Linked DNA regions of Mus musculus: region 1 is linked to region 2. The links are chromatin contacts, called in public promoter capture Hi-C maps. All regions are on one chromosome and are shown on one strand. The core of a region is the stretch at or near the end of the contact, and the rest is flanking DNA. Distances in the headings are between cores, read along the strand shown.

Region 1 (2,985 bases), core at 457-2,956, 71 kb before region 2:
GGTTAAAGATAACTGTACCAGGGCAGCGTTTGTTCTTGATTCTTATTTACTCTTTTTATGGGTATTTATTTAATGTATATGAGGGTTCTGCTTGCATAAATGCCTGCAGGCCAGAAGAGGATGTCAGATCCCATTATACATGGTTGTGAGCCTTCATGTGGTTGCTGGGAATCAAACTCAGGACCTCTGGAAGAGCAGGCCAGGGCTTTTAACCCTGAGGTTACTTGTTCTTAGGCTCTGAAAAACCAAATCCATGTGTTTTGATTGGAGAAGACTTAGGAGTTTTCATTCACTGAACACTCGATGGTCAGAGAAGGGATCACGTTTGTGGATTCTCCTGACCCGAAGGCAGGTCGGGCCTAGCGTCAGGAGCCCTAGGACTCCTGTGCTTGGTCAGGTGAGTACGGTGTTCTGTGTAAAGGCATGATAAACTCGCTGGCAAGCTGGTAGACAGGGTTTGGGAATCAAGGTGTACACCAGGAGTTCTAGGCCTGTCAAGGAGTGCTCAGTGGGTGGTGGGTGGCACTTTCTATAGAACGGAGCGACCAAGTGATGAGGGAGCCAGCTACAGGAACAGAGGCAGGCAGGTGAGTGGAAGGCAGAGGCAGGAAGGCTCAGGTGTAAACAAAACAAAAACCAGGACCCAGAGGCCATGGGGATTTCATCTCGGCAGATGTGCTAGGACAACATGGCTGGCTGAGGGGGGGGGTATCTGTGCAAAGGAAAACAGATGTAGGAAATCCTACTGCTAGGAGATGGCTCAGTGTGGAGACTGCTTCTACCCAGGCCTGAGTTTGATCTCCAGCACCCACATGGTGGAAGGAGAGACCCAGTCCCCACAATTTGTCCCTTGACTTCCACATGTGTCTGTACTTATACACACACACACATACACACACATGCACACACACATGCACGCACACACGCGTGCACACACACACATGCACTCATTCACACACATGCACTTACACATGCACATGTGCACACACACACACACATGCAGGGGTGAGGTGGGGTGGGGGATGGCAAGTGTACACATGCAAAAATAAACCAATAAATCATTTTTTTTAAAGTTGAAGTAAGAAAGAAGCCACATCATACCATTAAATCTCTGCTAGGATTTCCTAAGTGGACCAAACAAAAGCTACATATTAAGTACTTTTTCAGTTTGTTTGTTTGCTGCTGGGGCTGGCTCCAAGGGCCTTGTGCAAGCTGGTTGTTCTAACACAAAGCTGCATTCCCCAGCCCACATGGCATCTTTAGCCATCCTACCCAAACCACCCTTTTCTAATCGGCTGGATCTGGTTTAAAGCGTCTGTGAAGAAGCATAGCTCTCACTCAAAGGGGATGAGAGAGAGTTTATTCTGGAGCCTACAGGGATGGCCACGGCTTGGGAACAGAGTTCTCTGTTTTGTTTTTGTTTGTTTGTTTTACATACATAATGTTCGGATAGAGTAACTGTTCCCGGAAGCTTTATAGTACCAGAACAAAGGGAATCATTAATCAAGACCCTTTTCATACACGCGGGCAGGCAGGTCCCAGAAGGACAAAGGCACAGCAGACATGGGCCTCAGACAGCAGCTGATGGACTCTCAGCCTTGTGCTTGGTGGAAGACAGACTTACCTAAGGGCCCCAGAGCTGCTGGGACGCATACAGAAGGGCAAGCAAAGGCTGTTAAAGAGGCTAATGATTGGCCCAAAGTAATTTGGCTCAGGACCTGGAACATTCCAGTCTCTCCGGCGCAGCTGCTGAGGTCCTTGCTGTGGGCAAGCAGGTTCATCTCCTTTCCAGGAACTTTCATCCACAAAAAACAGTTGGATTTTTGTTTTTCCTTCTTTTTAAAAATGTCATTCTTCTTACCCCAACCAGCTACACATTTCATCTGCTGGTTGGTTCCCTTAAAACTGTCTGTTCCTTCGTGTTCCAGCCTTCAATCCAACTGAACCCCAAGTCAGGCACAGCTCTGGCTCCACACATGTGACGTCATCAAGGCATCTGGTGCTGCTCCAGCCTGCGGTTTGCACCTGTGCCAGGAGGGGTGGGGCTGCTGTTCTTGCCTGCCTCTCTCTCTCTCTCTCTCTCTCTCTCTCTCTCCCTCTCTCTCTCTCTCTCTCTCTCTGTAGAAGGAGGGAAGATTCTGCAAAGATGCCTCCCTGTTTAGCCACTTCCTGCCACTGTGACCCTAGACACCATCCTGAACTTCAGTGCTGTGTTGGCACTGGAGCATACAAAGAAAAAAAGGAAGCAAAAACCTCAAGTGCGTTGTTGAGAAGGAACAGGCAGCAGACTTGAAAGCAAAGTCTTGAGAAGTGTCCTCCACTTCCTGGATCGATCCTGAGAGGCTTCAGTGACTCTTGGGAGGATTAAGCCAAAGGGTTTCAGGGAAACTTCTGGGCTTTTGTTCCCCTCAGTGGAAACCCTTGAGAAGTTAAACACACAAACACTTGGAGCGGGGGCCAGAGCTGCGACTGATCTGTCTGGGCTCAGAGGCAGTGGTCTTTAGAGCACAGACTGCCAGACACTTTTTAAAGCATTTCCTTTAATCGTTCCGAGCACCGAAACTGTTCAAAACAAACAAATACTAAAAACAAAGCAAAACAAACAAACACCCTACTCTGTAAAGTTTCTTTAGAGCTGTCCCAGCCTTAAGGAGGAGACACAAGTCTGGGGCTGCCACGCGCCACCCACTTTCTGTCTCCTGAAAGAGGTCAAAGGGACATCACTAACCCTATCTGCAGCTGAGAAAACTGTGACTCAGGGTGGCAGAGCGTCTTTTCCAGAATCGCAGTGACACAGGGAAGAATCAGGATGCTCAACCCTGTGGCAACCTGGGAGGTAGGAGCAAAGGACAGACGCCCGGGAGCAATGGCTCTTACCTCCAGCCCCCAAGCTCAGACTCTTGCCAAGGCAGCTGGATGGCAGGAGCAAGAGCATGCAGAAGCAGCGTCATGGAAGACCAGCAAGGGAAGATGGCGGTCTTCTAA
Region 2 (3,114 bases), core at 297-2,796:
TTTTGTCTTCTGAGACAGGGTCTCACTGTGCAGCTCAGGCTAGTTTGGAACTTAAGGTAATCCTCCTGTCTAAGTTTCTCACATGCTGGGATTATAGGTCCAAGCCATGTCTGTTTTACAGGTTTGTAAGCTCATGTTTCAGTGGAGATGAGACTTTTAGACTTAGAAGCCAGCTACTGCAACGTTTGGGAAGGCTCACTGTGGACCGCAAATCTGGGGTGAGAAGAAGATGTAAAGCTGAATTTCTATTGGCTATCGATATACTCATTTTTCACCCACCATCATTCAGAAAGATGTTGAGGTTGAGTTAATATCAGATTACCAGTCATTTAATAACAAAACATTTGGAGAAGTCTGACTCTCCATGAAGGGTCAGATAGACACCTGTATTTATAAACAGCCACCAAGAGACCCAAATGGACTTGTATTTTATCATATCTCACAAACTATGAGATCAAAATGCTAGTTATGCTTTCTATACAACAGGCAATGTCCTTTTGCACAGTTGAGTCTGGTGACACACAAATGGGACTTCATAGGATAGATCCTGTTCCCAGTGAAAAATAATATTTAGTTTGGGATCCTAAACTTCATCAATGATTGAGTTTTCTTTGTCTGTGATGTGGGAAATCTTGTTAAGCACTTGGAAAACCTTTACTCAGTGTTCCAGGTGTCATTTCTCATCAAAGGTATTAACTGTGCAAAATAGATACAATTTAGTTATTCTTTACAAGACCCTTGGCACCATGGAATACGGCATTTTCCCAGTGTTGACAACACTTGCTGATAATCCCTATGTTTATATACCGTAGTGTAAATTTAGAGCTTATGCCTCGCTTGTATTTCACAAGTGTTACCCAATGATCCAGTGTAGACGCAAACAGAGTTTGAATTAGAAACATATACACAGGACTCTTTTTTTTTTCTTCCCCTGTTGGGTTGTAGTGATTCAGTAAGAACACACAGCGACTAGCCATAGCAACCCAAGACTTAAATCGCTCCTTCCTGATCTCACCTTGGGTCCCTAGTTGCTCTGTTGTGAGCTCGCTCTACAAACGGTTGAGTGCTGCCCAAATGCAAGGAGTTAATGATATCCAACAGGTTAACATTCACTGCTACATTCACAGCTCTTCACATTTATTTTGCTACGGCCCACGATTCAGCTATTCACACACAGGGATAGCACTCTCTGCCTGAAGCATAAGAGATGAGATGCTAAGGAACCGTTCCAGGTGGACGTTGACGTCTATAATCAATAACCGACTCTTTCCCAAAACACTACATTGTTCCTCTGCCAGTTGTTTAACAGTCTTGGAGATCCTACGGGGAGAAACAAACATGGTTGAACATATTGCTAATGTAAAAGAAGACTCCCCTCCACCCATTCTTGCCTTTCCCCTGTGGGTATGCTCCTGCCCGCGCTCCCGCACGGGCCCTCGCCACGCCTCGACGCTGCTACGCGTGCGTGGCTAGAGGGATTGGCGCAGGCTCAGTGGCGGAGAGTGGAGCAGGGCCGCCCCGCCCCGCCCCGCCCCGCCCCGCCCCTCCTCCTGGTCCCTGCTGCCCTGCGAGAGCGGGAAGGCCGTCACACTCCGCCGGGGTCTAAGTGTCTAGCGCTTGTCACAGGTGTTTTGAGTCGAGCCCGGATTCCCCAACCAGCACCTACTCCAGCGCATCCCGCTTCGCTCTGCGGCGTCCTGGATCTGTAGGCTGACCGCTCGGCCTGCAGCGAAAGGTGGTTTGTGTACGGTTACCATGGAGATGCTAGCCAGCAGGGCAAAGGCGGTGCGCGGGAGGGCGGGAGGGCGAGGTGAGGATGCTGAGGCGCTCGGCCCTAACCTGGACCGGTGAAGGAGCGGGCTTTTCCGGGAGTGGGAGAGCAGCTGTGCGTGCGGGAGGTGAGGAGTCCCCTGCAGGTTCACCAGGGACCCCTCCTGCAGTCTCTCTTCTGTTCCCAGATAGGGTCGAGGGGTGCTGCTGCATACTCTCGGGGTCTGCACAGGAGTCAGCTTCTGTAACTGTGAGCATTTAGTCAGTTGCCTGGTATTTAACAGGAGTAACCAGTAACACTGGTTGAATGAGAGAGTGATAGACTAAGGGACTCTGTGGAGGCAGGCCACAAGAACAAACTAGGATTTTCCTAGGTAACAAATGACTCCTCAATAAAGTGTATGTGGAACAATATTAATTACACCGTATGTATACAGAATGCCCCTTACAACCCATGCCACAAGTATTACCGCAGGTTCTTCCATCCCGACATCATATTCTTTTCGTTTGGTAGAAAATAAGTCACACTATATGTATCCCATTTTTGTAAATCCCTAAGGTTTTGACTAGCAGTTTGCATAGATTTGGGATAACTGACATTCAGATAAAAACGCTGGGTTTTTTTGTTTGTTTGTTTTTATTTTGTTTTTAAATCAAGGATGGTATTCTCTAGTTGAAAATTTAAATTTATGATATGCATGAAAACATTGGACAGATAGTCTCTTTTGTGACTTCTCTTGTTGGTGAGTATTTTCATTCTAGGAAGATCTTTCTTGACCAGCCAGCACTTGGACAGTACTTCTTAGTATTGTAAGAGCTAGCTAGCATCGTGCTAAAGCATTTGGACATTTCATGCAATGCTGAAAGCTGCCCTGAGAGTTGGTCATTATCCATGCTTTTTTAACAGAAGAGAACTCGGGTATAGAGATGTCTAATGCCCTTCAAGGTCACAGAGCTGCAGATCCTCGGGGGACTTAACACTTGCTCTGACATCTAAGCACTTTTCTTGCACCTGTTTGGATGCTCATTTAATGCCAAAGTAATTCAGTCATGGAAAGAGCCCTGAGTGTTTGATTTGCTGGGGAAAGAGGGTGCACCAGCAAACCCTATGTCGGCAATGTTGATGGGCAATGTTGTCTTTAACATGAAGGAGGTGGCTCTGGTGGCTGTTGGTAGCAAACAGTAGAGATAGGGGTTTTTAAAGATATATTTATTCTTGTTTTATGTGTATGAATGTTTGCCTGTGTGTATGTGTGTGTACAGTGTGCCTGTAATGCCCTCTGAGGCCAGAAGAAGAAAGTAACACATGCAAATAACACGTGGGTCTGGAGAGATGACTCAGTG

The links. Promoter capture Hi-C pulls out the DNA fragments that hold promoters and counts their contacts.
Region 1: a contact with region 2 is called in a promoter capture Hi-C map of liver, with 2.0 times the contacts expected there. The contact joins the enhancer-like site here to the promoter of Armc2 in region 2. A contact is called at or near these places in 9 of 39 promoter capture datasets (the 3T3-L1 cell line, 3T3-L1-derived adipocytes, the HPC-7 cell line and 6 more), 1 of 15 datasets of contacts at CTCF or cohesin (the NIH/3T3 cell line), 14 of 484 Hi-C or Micro-C datasets (the G1E-ER4 cell line, the HL-1 cell line, LSK cells and 10 more) and 3 of 115 datasets of contacts at active chromatin or transcription factors (embryonic stem cells and memory CD8 T cells).

The regions. Positions count from the first base shown.
Region 1 is chr10:42,088,567-42,091,551 of GRCm38.p6, reverse strand. No RefSeq gene overlaps it. Among named protein-coding and RNA genes, the nearest start is that of Gm40630, 8.1 kb to the right of the region's middle. Within about 2 kb of position 1,706, at least 187 of the 459 cell types and tissues checked have an H3K27ac peak or open chromatin away from gene starts, as enhancers often do. A contact at or near this core is called in the G1E-ER4 cell line, the HPC-7 cell line, bone marrow and 6 more, where this site is marked.
Region 2 is chr10:42,016,814-42,019,927 of GRCm38.p6, reverse strand. It overlaps Armc2 (armadillo repeat containing 2), which reads left to right and starts at 1,546. Exons shown (of 18, transcript NM_001034858.3): 1 at 1,546-1,735. 1700016J18Rik (a long non-coding RNA gene) reads right to left here and starts at 1,774. Exons shown (of 3, transcript XR_871596.3): 1 at 1,667-1,774; 2 at 1,016-1,320.